2 separate regions of the Sus scrofa genome follow, and region 1 is linked to region 2. A link is a contact called in public promoter capture Hi-C data. All regions are on one chromosome and are shown on one strand. The core of a region is the stretch at or near the end of the contact, and the rest is flanking DNA. Distances in the headings are between cores, read along the strand shown. Region 1 holds the start of HERPUD2 (homocysteine-responsive endoplasmic reticulum-resident ubiquitin-like domain member 2 protein). Region 2 holds the start of DNAJB9 (dnaJ homolog subfamily B member 9).

Region 1 (6,960 bases), core at 3,217-5,716, 1.7 Mb after region 2:
GCACTCTCCTACACTGACTCAGAGCTGATCTTTGTGACCAAATAGAACACCATGTAGGTGGCAGGGGATGATTTTGGAATCGAAGTCATGAAAGGCAATGCTGCTTCAGCCTTGGTGCCTTGGACTCCTCATCCGGGGGGAATCTAGCTGTCCAGTTGTGAGGACACACAACAGCAGTTCTGTGGAGAGACCCACATGGAGAGCAACTGAGACTTCATACCCACACCCAGCCTAACTTGCCAGCCTTATGAATGAATCACCTTGAAAGTAGATCCTTCAGTCCCCATCAAGTCTTCAGATAACGAATGCCAGCTGATATCCTGACTGCACTTTCATGAGAGACTCAAAACCAGAATCACCAGCAAAGAGGCTCCCAAAATTCTGACCCCCAGTTTTGGGGGTGATTTTTTTTTTTTTTTTTGGGCCGCGCTTGCGGCACATGGAGGTTCCCAGACTTGGGGTCCAATTGGAGCTGTAGCTGCCAGCCTGCACCACAGCCACAGCAACAAAGGATCTGAGTTGTGTCTGTGACTCACACCACAGCTCACGGCAATGCCAGATCCTTAACCCACTGAGCAAGGCCAGGGATCGAACCTGCCTTCTCATGTATGCTAGTCATATTTGTTTCCAGTGAGTCACAATGGGAACTCTGGTAATTTTTTTTTTTTTTTTGGCAGCAATAGATAACTAATATATGCATTTAGGTTAAAATTCTCTAAAGGATGAAAAATAAAAGGAGTTGCTCCTTCCCCCTTTCCTCTGGTCACCTATAGGAGGTTAGTGAGATGCTATTTGCTATACTTTTTCCACGTATTATCATAAATAATTGAATCACCAGAGAAATGAGACTTCTGTCTTTGCCAAATGGTCACTCTAAGAAATGACTAGATATATAGTTTCTGATGAGCAGGAAATCCAACTGCTAAACCAGCTTATGAAGATTTACATTAATACAGAAATTAACAGAAATATAGATGTGTCAGTATGAAGACTATTCTAGGGAAATCATGCATCTAAATACTCATTATAGTCACCATGATCGACGTGGGATATGCAAACTACTGTGTCCAAAGTTGAGTCAGTATTTTAAGTGATCTGCAAACTACTCTTACGGATGTTGAAAGGTTTGGGGATGCTTAGCCAGGAGAAGATATAGAGAGCATTTAATAGCTATCCATTCGAAGGGCAGACATGTAGAATAAGAGTAAACACATTTTGGATTAATCAAGAGGAGAAAAATGGCCTAATGACAAATTATAGCAAGGCAGATTTTAATTCACTTACAATAACCATGGCTGTTTAACAACAGGTCATGCTGTAGTGAAAAAATGTGGTGCTCCCCTTCCCAGGAAGGATTTAAGCCAACATTGACTGACTGCCCTTCAGAGGGACTTTGGTAGTACTTGGAAAGCAGATCTAGATGACCTCTAAGATGTTGTGCCTGAAAAGCTTTTCCCCTGAAAATGTCTTGTTATGTACGAATACCTTTAAATAAGACAGTTGAGTGTAGTGGAAAGAGTCTACATTACAGAAGAATCGGAATTCTATTTGGCAGTTACAAGCTGTGTGACGTTGGGGAAGACACTTAGCTTTCTGAGCTTCTTCCCTGTCCTCACTACCTCTCAGAGCTGTTCTGACAATTCATTAGATGACAAGTCACTCAAATCACCCATTGGACATTTAATGCACGTGTGGTTTTCTTCCTTGCATTTTCTACAATGTTGTTTATAATCAAACATCTGGGATCAATTAAGATTTTGAAAGTGCAGTGTTGAAACGAGTTAATTTTCCTAGGCTTCCTAGGCTTCAAGTGTAGGATTTCACTTGTTATTAAACAATAAACTTGATTGAGATTTGATGAGATGCTTTGTGGCACAGCATCTTTAAAAAAATAAAAGACAAGTTTGGTGTAAGTAGGACTAGAAGGAATCAGAAGCCAGATGGCCAACATCATCTTTGAAATCTGCAACTGCAAGATCATCACTTGACTAAAGTCTTTCCTCCCAAGAGAGTTATCAAAGAAAAAAAAAAAAAAACAAACCAAAAACAAACAAACAAACAAAAAACAAAACCAAAAACTCAAACACTGAAAATTATACTGTTCACCATTAAAGTGTTTTACCTTTCTGGAAGGGATACCAAATTTTAGTAAGAAATTCTCAATAATAAGCACTTTATTTTCTTTAAAATTTTAGAGGAAACTGGAATCTCTCAGAATGAGGTGATAAATGCTTTTGCTAGCTGCCCTCCTTCCCAGTTAAAAGAACTGGAAGTAAAAAAAGTCCCACATATATTAGAAATCAATTTTTATTATCTAGAAACAATTTCCTTTAAATGTTTTACTTTATAAACAAAACTACTCCATGGGCAGAAATCACTCTGAATTACTGAACTAGGAACTAAGATTATGTGTATTGAATAGTTAACAGTCTATCTATTAGCATCCTACTCTTAAGCAGTCTCACTAGAGGCTGTCTTTAAGCAGCAAATGATAACTGAGATGTGTAGCTGTTCTTTCTCATTTCCCCTTTATCTGCAACATGTATAAGGATTGAAACAGGTAACTCAATGCTCATAGCAGTCTGTAAGTAATTGCTAGCTTGCATCCCTTCATATTAACAATTTTTCCTACCTCAAAGTTAAATATTATCAAAATTCTGGGGACTATCCTTTCATACATTGTTTCATACACACATACACATAATTTAACAAAGATGGGGTCATTTTTACATACTGTTTTTATTGTGGCCAAGTTCAACAGCATCAAAAGTATTTTCAGGTACTTAATTCAGGTGGCTGTAAAGCAAAAAAAAAGTCACTTCTGTCAGATACTGCAGGTACTGTATCATTTTTATACTCATATATTCATTACATTTTTAAATGTTTTTGTCCATGTTAGTGAATATTTGATGAACTCTAAATAATGCCTGTCGCAGTGAAATATACATTCCATCTTAATACTAATAACATATACTTCACAGTGTCAAGTGAAATGACCACATTAAAGAATTCCTGGAAGTCTGAGTCACAAGCGTTAAGTGACAGGAGCTTATAGTGGGTGTGGTGGTTGGGGAGACCTTCTGGTTTAAATAGGAACTGGACATAAAAGAATTCTTAGAACAGACAGCTTAGGACATATGGTGGCACAATCATGCCACAAAGGATCCAGCCTCTTTCATTGTTCTGCTCTGCCAACCTCTTAACATAGGCCTTTGTTCTCCTGTTTGTTGCTTCATGACTGAGCTGTGGCTGCCCCATTTATGGCATCACATTCCTCCAGGAAGAAAGACAAGTGGAGGGCAAGGATGAGCTCTGGTCTGCAGAACATGTTCATCTGAAAGCTTTCCTAGAAGCCCCAGCAGCAACTCCAGCTTTCATCTAGAAGTGGGGTGGTCTAGAACTGCGTCAAATGGCTGCTGCTAGGTGTACAGGAGTCTGAATAAGTATTTGTGGCTAGTATTAAGCTTCTATTAGGATGACTAGACAATAGGTAGAAAAAGACCAGGGTCTGCTACCAAAAACCCAAGTCAAAGCAAGCTGTTCTCATTCCATGCTAAAAATAGAGAATTTCACTCTTATTTCAAAAGAGCATTGAGAGGGTACAGTTAAGATATGGTAGGTGATCTACCATAAAGAAAGAGGTGAACGAGGGGGTGTAAGGGATCCTGTTGCATTAGCTGTTGAGAGGAAGAATTTCCTCTGGTCACTAACTTCCACTAATCCCCGTGAAGCTGAGAGGGGAAGAGACCAGGTCCCCAAAGCCCCTTACATTAACTGCTTGCATTCGCCTGTAGTGGAAGCTTGGAGCTATGAAAATGCACGTCTAACAAACTTAACTTACTGCATGGACTCCTAAAACTCGTGCAGAAAATGGAGAGTAAGTCAGCTTTGGGAGGTAGACTGAAGAAAGTTCGCCTTCCCTGTCTAAGCCATAAAACAAAAATAACACTGCCATCCCGCTTCATCTCCCACTGTACTGAACACACAGTAGGTGCTCAGTAAACACTCATCAACTTTAGAGAAGACAAAGGAAAGAAATGGAACTGAGAGTCTGCCAGAACTGTACCAGGTGGCTTACCTACATAGCTCATTTATTGAGCAGCACGCTGTCAGGCAGGCATGACTGTCCCATTTAGAGAAGTAAACTGAGGCTCAGAAAGGTTAGGCAGGGTAAAACGAAAGTAGAAGCAGACTCCGGGCATCTGAACTGAAACCCTTCTCCTTAAGTAATGTTGTCTCACAGTCTCTGCTCCGCCAAAGCTCCAGTGCTTTACAGACAGCCGACACAAGACATTTTGAGCAGAAGTTTGATTCAGCATCGGGAAGGACACTAACTTTTGCAAAAACAACGCTAAGGGTGGAGGAACACTTAACAAGTCTTTAGGGTTTGGTCAAAACAGAATGTACTAGCGCCACCTACGCTAGTGGCGAGGCCTGAGGGCCGCTGGGGAGGCGGAGCCGAGCGAAGGGTCAGGCCTGGCGGGCTCAGACGCGCCCGCGTGGCTTCGGGGCGACCCGGAATTCGGTCCGGGGTATCCCTGGTCGGCGCGGGCGGAGAGCAGGCCGCAGGGCCGGGAAGACCGCGCCCCGCTGCGGGCGGCGCATGACGCACTTCCGCCCTGGGTCTTCCAGCTTAAAGGGAACCCGGACCTTCTTCATAACAACAACAAAACTGCGCGCCCGCGGCCGGCGCCTGGGCTCTAGTCCCCGCCCTCCTGCCACCTGCCGCCGCTTCGGTCGCGCCTGGCGGTGCGCCGCCCTGCCTAGCACTGCTCAGACCGAGCGGTCAGGCCGAGAGCGGACCGCGCCCTTCGGCCAACTTCTCCCGCTGCCACCGCGCCGCCTCGCGAGACCCGGGGCCGGGCCGTGGCCGCCGCCAAGCAGCAGGAAGAGAACCTCAGCGGAGGACGCTTGGCCGGACAGTGAGGCCAGTGGCCCTGCCCGGGCGCAGAGGGCGGCGGTGGCGGGCTTTGCGGCCATCTCACAGGTAGCCCTGCTTGTCGCACCTGACCACCCTAAGCGGCCCGTCCCCCTTCTCCAGCCCGCGTTGCGGGACCGTCGCGTAGGGGCCTTGTTGCGTTTCAGTTTGGGGGTCGCGGCGGGGGCGGGGCGGGGGCTCGGGTTGTCGCGCCCTCACCCCTCCTTCCCTTCTCATTGCTTTCTCTCTCTACTCCCGGCCTCCCTCTGCAGTCCGGAGCCCGGCGAAGCCTAGACCTGGCGGGGAGAACTGCACCCTGGGCCGGGCCCCAGACCCCGCCGCCGCTGCCGCCACTGTCCATCATCCTCGGTGCCGGCAATGGCCTTTGTATCGCCCGATGCACTTGTGACTGACTTGGACACGGGATATTAACAACCCACTCGCTTCCGTACCCATCCCAGCCACGCCGGCAGTAACCACCTCGGCTCGTTTAGGCTTAACTGCTGCTCCTTGTGACTCTGTTCGACTTTGGGGGCACCATGGACCAAAATGGGATGGAGATTCCTGTGACCCTCATCATTAAAGCACCGAATCAGAAATACAGTGACCAGACTATTAGCTGCTTCTTGAACTGGACCGTGGGGAAACTAAAAACGCATCTGTCTAACGTGTACCCTAGCAAACCAGTAAGTGTCTAAAAGCTGGGCGCAGCTGCTCTGGCCGGCAGCTTTTCGTGCCAAGTATTCCCTTAACGCCCGCTCATCCCCTCTCCCCCAACTCCCCTTGAATCAAATAGGTCTCTTTTTGACTGCAGAGTATTTTGCATTCCGAGGTTATGTCTCTCTTGAGTGTGTGAAACATCATTAATATCTTCCTGATGAGGTTCAGTTAATTAGTAAGAGTATAGGGAAATATCAAGGGACACGAGAACTGGCAGGCATACAATAGGACCATTTTCCTTGGACTTAAAATGGGGATGACAGATGCCTCTTTATCTTTTTTTAAAAAAGATGAAGTAGTACTACAACCCATCTTAAAGCTCTTATCGCTTATTAGACTAAAATTCCTTTTTACTTGCAATGCCTGGCCCAGAAATTTGCCGACTGTTGAAGAGCGAATTTTTTCTTGGAAATAAGTATGTGACCACAATAAAAGTTATACGTTCCACTCTAGTATATATGTTTTAAGAAGCAAAGAGTTATATGTTTTAGATTCATTTTCCTTCTGCCCCCTTTCTCATTTTTCTCCTGTAGAGGACACAGAAAATTTTTTTTTAATTTAGAAGAAAACAGTCCTTCTACCCCCATCATTTGGTTCATCTTTTATTCTTTTCATACAGCCATTTGTAAATCATCGTGGCAGTGTTTTCCTTTCTGAATCATATCAGGACATTGCAAAGATAATAAAATAGTACAGCTCCATCTGTGCCCAAAGTTAGATTTGAAAGTTATCAACATTGTTGGTAATTACGAAGTCTTGGGGAGTTCTCATTGTGGTTCAGTGCATTAAGAACCCTACGACATGTATACATCTAAGGATAACCTGACCCCCTTGCTGTACAGTGGGAAAATAAAAAAAAAAAAAAGAACCCTACAACTAGTATCTATGAGGATGTGGGTTGGATCCCTGGCCTTGCTCAGTGGGTTAAAGTATCCAGCATTGCCTCAAGCTTCGGTGTAGGTTGCAGATGAGGCTTGGATCTGGCATGGCTGTGGCTAGCAGCTGCAGCTCCAGCTCCAATTCTCCAATTCAGCCCCTAGCCTGGGAACTTCCATATGCTGCAGGTTCAGCTGTTAAAAAAAAAAAAAAAAAAAGTCTTGGGATAATTTAGACAAGTATAATGTTATGGAGAGTGTATGAAAGTGAGGCTTTCATGTTCTCCATTGTATGAAAATTTCATTCCTGAATAGGTAGTTTTCAGTGATTACTAAACCTTTTTTTAATTAATGAAGAGCCTTGGATTTTTAGGGTGGGAATTATTTTTAGCATCAGGCAGATTTAAGCCAGCAGAAGGGATGTGTTGGAAGGCAACTGTGCTTTCT
Region 2 (7,030 bases), core at 889-3,388:
TTACTAGTTAATACACATGATACCCTGGAGATGGTCATTTACGTACCTTCTGCAATCTCTCTGAATTTTGCTTCAGCATCAGGGCTCTTATTTTTGTCAGGATGGTACTTCATGGCCAACTTGTGAAAGGCTTTTTTGATTTGGCGCTCTGATGCTGACTTTGGAACACCTAAGATATCATAGTAACTTTTTGAGGCCAAAATCAATTCAGTTATCATTAAAATGCAGATGGCAAAGATGAAAACTGACTGGGGAGTAGCCATTTCTAATATCCTAAAAAAGAAAAGAAAAAAAATTTTATCTTTTTAAACTATAAAAACAATTTATCATTAAGATTTTTTTCTAAAAGAAACCCAATGAACTTGTAGGATTCAAAGTATACTACTAAAGCATGAAAATGTTAAGCATATGTAGTATATATTGTACTTGTTTCTACGTTATTTCATTTACACAGGCTCTTCTACCATAGACTGTAATCTTCTTGAGGGCAAATGTGATTCAACCACACTGAGAAAAATCTTTTTTGGCTTTACCTTTCCACTAATACCGTAGCCATACACATAGTAGATACAAACATATTCAATAACTAATTTTTATTATCAGTTACTACCAAAGACTCATCATATGCAAGCTTTATCAAGAGTGGAAAATACAAACAATTTTTGAAAGGAGTGCGATTCATATTCTAAAAGAGTTTAAAGATAAAAAAGACTTCGCAGAAAAAAAGTATATTACCAAGGTAAATAGTCCAGTATGTCTAAATCAGAAGTAATCTTCCTTAAGAAACTTCAGTTTTCATTTCAGCAAGGTAAGCCAAGGATTGCATAGAGAATCTCAATATCACAATAATATTGACAATGCAATACAAGAGAATGTAATCTTTTTTTAATCTGTAAGATCCCAACCATTTTAACAAAAAAGCACGGATAACTAAGTTTTGTTAAAAACTCATAATTAATACAACTTAAGATTTCTGCAACGGCTGCCAGAAAAAAATGGACTTTCAGAGTCTGAACTTTCGATAAGATAAACGCTTATTTTCAAACTTTTCAGGAGTCATTAAAATATTTATCTAATTTTTTTAAAAAGTTTCAACCTAGAATTCAACTTAGAATTCTTCATAATAGAGATTTAATGACTCGGGATTCAAAAAGATGTGATCCTGGTTTTTGAACGCTGTACCACAGGAGTCCTTAACAACCTAGGATGACAAAACAAAGCTGATGAAAGACGCTCCGGTTTGTGGAAACTGCCTGCCTTCCTCTCCTGTGGCCGGTTTGGAGCCTAATTAGCAGACGGAATACTGCTTTTCAGAGTTACTCACAGTCACGAGTAGCAAGAATCACGTACGTACAAATTCCTGGTTTAAAGAACGCCAAACCAAGCGTGTACTTTGGCTGTTCCCTAGTCAAAGGGCGGGTCTAAAACTGACAGGGAAGCACCTTACTCTTAATAAACGTTATTCCAGTTTCAACTTGAATATCCGATACTCTCCCAGGAGACCGACTTTTGCGTTCTTCTGACCTCTCATTCCCAAGGACCTGGCGGACAGTAGCCTGGGACTCACTCCCCAGAGCCGGTGGCTGGTTGGCCTGGACCATCAGCCTGAAGCCAAAGCCGACCGATACTCGCCCCGTCCGTCCAGGCGCCAACAGTTGTTCGCCGCCCGGGGTCCGGCCGTGAGGGGTGCCCGACGCCAGCGGCACCACACTATGACAAAACACACTACCCCGTGCTTCGGTCATGTCCTTTCTCCTATTCTCTTCCTCAAGAACACTAGGCGGCCCGAAGCCCGAGCGGCGACCGTGACGGTCAACGAGGCCTAAACCTCCCTCCCCGAGACCCCGGCCTCGTCCCTCATTCGCACCCTCTGGCTGCCGCTGCTGCTCTTCCACAGAGCGTAGGCTCCGGCGACGCTGACCACAGACTTCACACAGCTGCCCGGCTGGGCCCCTCACCCCGGCCTCCGCCGCTCTGGGAGCAGGCCCGTGCCCAAGGCCGCCTGTACACCGGCCTCACACAGCTACAGCCGCGTCCCTTCTCCGCCCGCTCCCTACTGGCGGGAGGAGCGGCCGGCGCCTCCACCTCAGGAGAAGACCTACACGAAACGCTTCCCTATTGGTTCTGGCCCACCCACCTGACCCTGGAGCGCTACGCGCACGTGGAAAACTGTTGTTGCTGCTCAGCCCATGCGTCACTTCCGGCCCCAACCCCCGTAAGGGTAGGACTGAAGCCCGCAGAAGCGGAAGTAAGGAGAGGGTTGTAGCGTCTTTCCGCTCCGCCCAGCCTGGCGCAGGCGCAGTGGCTCGGGCAGCCGTATCCTGCGGCCCCGCCTCGGTGAGGAAGGCCCGCCTGCCCACACCTCAGGAGGCCCGGGTTTCTGTCGCGATGCCGCGTTATTGCGCAGCGATTTGCTGTAAGAATCGCCGGGGAAGAAACAATACAGACCGGAAGCTGAGTTTTTACCCGTGAGTTGATCTAACGCGGAAGCGTTATCTCGCCTTTGGGCCGCAGTTCTGGGGCGTTTGGGCTTGGCGTATCTCCTGTCAGCTCTACAAAGTCTTCCTCAGCTCTGTGAAGTCTGCCTCAGCTCTCCGGGGGTGGTCGGGCGGTGCGGGGGAGGAGGGCGCGAAGGCTCGCGTAAACTTTTCCTAGACGTGTTCTGACATTTCTGGATAGGACGCTGGGCGGGCGGCGAGGCGTTGGGGCTTGTTGCGGGTGTTAATAGGGCGCTTGAAGCAGTAAAGTTTGCGCGATGCTCTGTGGTTTTCAGAACGTTTCCCTAGCTCACCTGACCTCATTTCATTAAAGGCCCTTGACCACCAGGTGCATCCACCGTGCCAAGTGGGAAAGTGCCCTCAAAGTTATTTAACTTCCACCTGCAGTAAGTTAGGTCGCATTGATGTTACTTAATTCCATTTTCTCCTGAGGAAACTGAGGCCTTTCAGAAAGGTTGGATAACTGACCTTGAAAGTTTTGTGGCAGAGCCAGGTATATCCTAAGCCCCTGTTCTGGGCTCTAGATACTCATTCGTACAGGGAGCAGGACAAGTAAGGGCTGATAGGTTTCACCTGCTATCCCAGCGTAGAGCGTTCCTGTGAAACCTTTTCTAAGCAAGAAAGCAGTTGCGTTTTTCTCGTAAAAGTGAAAATCTTGTTCAGGCATTAGTACCTGTTAGGTCTTTCCTAAAAACTGAACTGGCAGAAAGCCAACTTTGGAAAAGTGGGTACCTGTATTCCAAATTCTAGAGCCATGAAATATTTTTGTGGAACCCCAGAAGTACTCATTTTTGTTTATTTATAAGAAGAGGCAGCAGTATGGTGTAATAAGTAAGAGTCCAGGCTCCAAAGCCAGACTTTGGTTCAAATCCCCTGGCTCCACTACTTTGTAGCTGAATGACCTGCAAATTATTTAACCTGTGCTACCCAAGACCTCCCATTTGTAAAGTGGAGACATTAATAGAACCTAATTCACACTTAGTGTGTAAAGAGGTAAAACAGCACTTAGAATATAATGTATGTGAAAATCAGCATCCTTAGAATATTTTATTTCCTTTATTTCTTGTACTTAATAATTTAGCTGTGACTTGGTTGTTTTTAACTGTCTGATTTTGCACTCGCTATTTTATCAAACTTATTTGACTTTAGAGCTGAAGCTCTCTGCTCATGATTCAGCTGCTTTCCATTATCTTAACTAAAAAAAAAAAACCTGATAACTCCAAATAATGCACACTATTTGGCTGTATTTCCAGGATTATATTTCTTGAAGCCCTTCCACAAATTGCAAAGATATTTTTTGGGGAGAAATATATGCTAGTATGTTAGTGGCTCTGGCTCTGAGAAGGTTTGTAGCAAAGGATCATGTTGAGCTTGATATAATCTCATATTTTTCAGGTTTATTTTGTCATAACGTCAAACTAAAAAGTCTTTAATCTTTGCGGACTGTGTAGTTACTTTTTTTTAAGGAGGGGAAAATAAAATGCCAGAGGAAGTCAATTATAAAAATTTTTCTTCTAAAAATGTGAATTTACTGAAAGTTGAATTTTCTAATGTGTTTTTAAAATTTCATGTGTAATCCATAAAATGAATTACTTTTATTCCCCTAATAGCACCAAACTTGAAGAATTGAATTTTCTCATACTAACACTATAACAAGTTGCAAAATAAATTTATACTAATTTGGGAATTCACTGAATGTATGTATACATATAGTGACCAGTTTGAGGAGAAGTTAATAAGACAGTGAGACAAAATTACTAGTCAAACAGACTGAACCAATGTAAAGATACTAAGTTGTTCCAGAAACATATTCTAGAAAATTTCTTAGAGATAGCTGTTGAGAAAACATTGCAATCCAATTACCAATAAAGACATTCACAAAGTGTGTTTTTTAAGTTGTTTGATAACTTGCATAATGCTACAATAGAAATAATATATAAACCACATCCTTTTACATGAAATTACATTAAAAACATTATAAAAGACATATTCTCATTTTAGATGTAACAGAAAAGGCATGAACTTATCTTTGGCTAGCAGAATTCAAGCCCTCTGAAAAGAAGATTCTTTTTGTCATTAAATGCTTTTTTTCATCATGCCATTATACTTATACCCTAGGTCATCACTAAAAGTTTTTCAGGGAGTTCCCTGTCGTGTGCAGTAGTTAATGAATCCGACTAGGAACCATGAGGTTGCTGGTTCGATCCCTGGTTTTGCTCAGTGGGTTAAGGATCCGGCATTGCCGTGAGCTGTGGTGTAGGCTGCAGGTGTGGCAGGGATCCTGAGTTGCTGTGGCTCTGGCTCAGGCTGGCAGCTACAGCTCTGATCCGATCGACCTCTAGCCTGGGAACCTCCAAATGCTGCAGGAGCGGCCCAAGAAATGGCAAAAAGCCAAAAAATTTTTTTTTCAGGAGTTCCTGTCATGGCTCGGTAGTTAATGAATCCGACTAGGAACCATGAGGTTGCTGGTTCGATCCCTGGCCTTGCTCAGTGGGTTAAGGATCCGGCATTGCCATGAGCTATGGTGTAGGTCACAGACGTGGCTCGGATTCAGACCCCAAATTGCTCTGGCTCTGGCATAAGCTGGCAGCTACAGGTCTGATTAGACCCCTAGCCTGGGAACCTCCACATGCTGCAGGTGTGGCCCTAGAAAAGACAAATAAATAAATAAATAAATGAGTAAACCTTAAAAAATTTTTTTTCTTTCAAACCGTGTATGAATATTGTATCTGTGTTAAGAACTTCGAAAGGCAGTTTATCTGCGTTTACCATGGAAGGATATCAGGTTTAAAAAGTATTTTCTATAAAGTAGCCAAACTTCCTCTAGCATGTTAAAAAGTTACCAATATTTATTTTAAAAAATCATGCTACTACAAAGCATAAAACGTTGAGATTGAGGGAATGTATAACAGCTGCTTTTTGTATAAGAACCTTATGTTTTACTATTTTTTAAAAAATAAGAAACTATGTAGTATGTGTCTTGGACTGTGTTCTTTTAAAAATCATCAGAGGAAGTATAGGCCACTGTTGTTTAATACAGAATAGGCCAAACATATTCAGACTGGTAGAAAAAAGTTTTCCGTGAAATTCCTCCATTGGTCCAGTTTTACCCATAAGACATGGTGCGCTATGTAGAGGCAACTCTAAAAATCCAGGTTAGTACAGAAACAAAACTTATAAAGAGCTGTCTTGCCATTCTCTATCTTTTCTGTTTGTTTCATATTGTAAAATATGAGTCTGTCCTTTTTAATATATTTAGGTCTTGCGTCAGTTTCTCTTTCAGAACTTGAATACTTAAATTTTAAGAGTTCCCAGTGCACTGGCTAGAGATGTTGAGAAATATTGGACTGAATTACAAATGGGTAGATTTGAGGCTGATTCTAGTAAAAAGAATGGCATATATGTAGTTTTACAAGATTTAGTATTCATTTTTATGTCAGATAAACCATTTGTTTGAGTTCACATCTCCTTACTTTAAAAATATTAATATAAATAAGAGCCTAGAGTTTAATATTTCCTAGAATTATAGATAAGAAACTGTTTGACTTTATTACTGTGGAATATATTTGAATAAGACTTTTTAGTTACAAAACTCTTTACCATTTCTAGGCAAACTACATGACCGAAAAAAAGAAACATAATCCATAGAAAATATATTAATTTTTATAAGATAGTTTATCCTCTTTAGTAACACATATATTTTGCTTGAAGGGACTCTTGAGTTATGTTTTACATGTCACTCCTCTCAGACAAATGTTTTGGCTACACATCTCATAGCTTAGTCCTCTTTGCTGCAGAAATGATATGGTAGTAATTTTGTCATGAAGATGCTTTTGTATGGTGGAGATGGTTGTCTTGCTTTTGTGGCACTTGACCTATAAGGTTACCTGTGTGTGCAGTCCTGGATTCTGGCAAGATTGTTAAAATATAGCAAAGTTTTCCTTTTTTTAATTTCAGGTTTCCTCTACATGACAAAGAAAGACTTGAAAAATGGTTAAAGAATATGAAACGAGATTCATGGGTTCCCAGTAAATACCAGTTCCTGTGTAGTGATCATTTTACTCCTGACTCTCTTGACATCAGATGGGGTATTCGCTATTTGAAACAAACTGCAATTCCAACAATATTTTCTTTGCCTGAAGACAATCAGGTATTGGAGGCAGGAAGTAGGGGAGAAGGGAATAGTGCTAAACATGGTAGCAGATTTCAGGGTGGCATATAATTAGGTAGAGGGCATGAAAGAGAAAAATAACTGCTGGGAAAACATACTTGAGAAAAAGGAAAACTGATGCTTTTACTGAAAGTATGATAAATTTTGAAAAATTTAAACTGTTCTGAGGCATAGCTTAGGAGCAGAAGATAACATGTAAATTATCAAGTTATTAATGTAAATTAATTATCTAAGTTTTTTTTACTGGTCTGGTGAATGATGTGAGCTTTTTCCATCATATAATGATTAAGCTTGATGTATGTATAATTTTTTAGGGCCGCACCCACGGCATATGGAGGTTCCCAGGCTAGGGGTCCAATTG

What was found. Promoter capture Hi-C pulls out the DNA fragments that hold promoters and counts their contacts.
Region 1: a promoter capture Hi-C map of liver shows a contact between it and region 2, with 13 times the contacts expected there. The contact joins the promoter of HERPUD2 here to the promoter of DNAJB9 in region 2. A contact is called at or near these places in 1 of 5 promoter capture datasets (liver) and 1 of 2 datasets of contacts at active chromatin or transcription factors (alveolar macrophages).

What each region holds. Positions count from the first base shown.
Region 1 is chr18:38,280,054-38,287,013 of Sscrofa11.1, forward strand. HERPUD2 (homocysteine-responsive endoplasmic reticulum-resident ubiquitin-like domain member 2 protein) reads left to right here and starts at 4,467. Exons shown (of 9, transcript XM_021078631.1): 1 at 4,467-4,987; 2 at 5,191-5,604. The coding sequence starts at 5,458. LOC102161969 (a long non-coding RNA gene) reads right to left here and starts at 4,389. Exons shown (of 5, transcript XR_002340256.1): 1 at 4,079-4,389; 2 at 2,735-2,796.
Region 2 is chr18:36,582,073-36,589,102 of Sscrofa11.1, forward strand. It overlaps DNAJB9 (dnaJ homolog subfamily B member 9), which reads right to left and starts at 2,139. Exons shown (of 3, transcript XM_003134777.4): 1 at 1,868-2,139; 2 at 47-273. The coding sequence starts at 263. It overlaps THAP5 (THAP domain-containing protein 5), which reads left to right and starts at 2,287. Exons shown (of 3, transcript XM_003134778.4): 1 at 2,287-2,468; 2 at 6,456-6,648. The coding sequence starts at 2,389.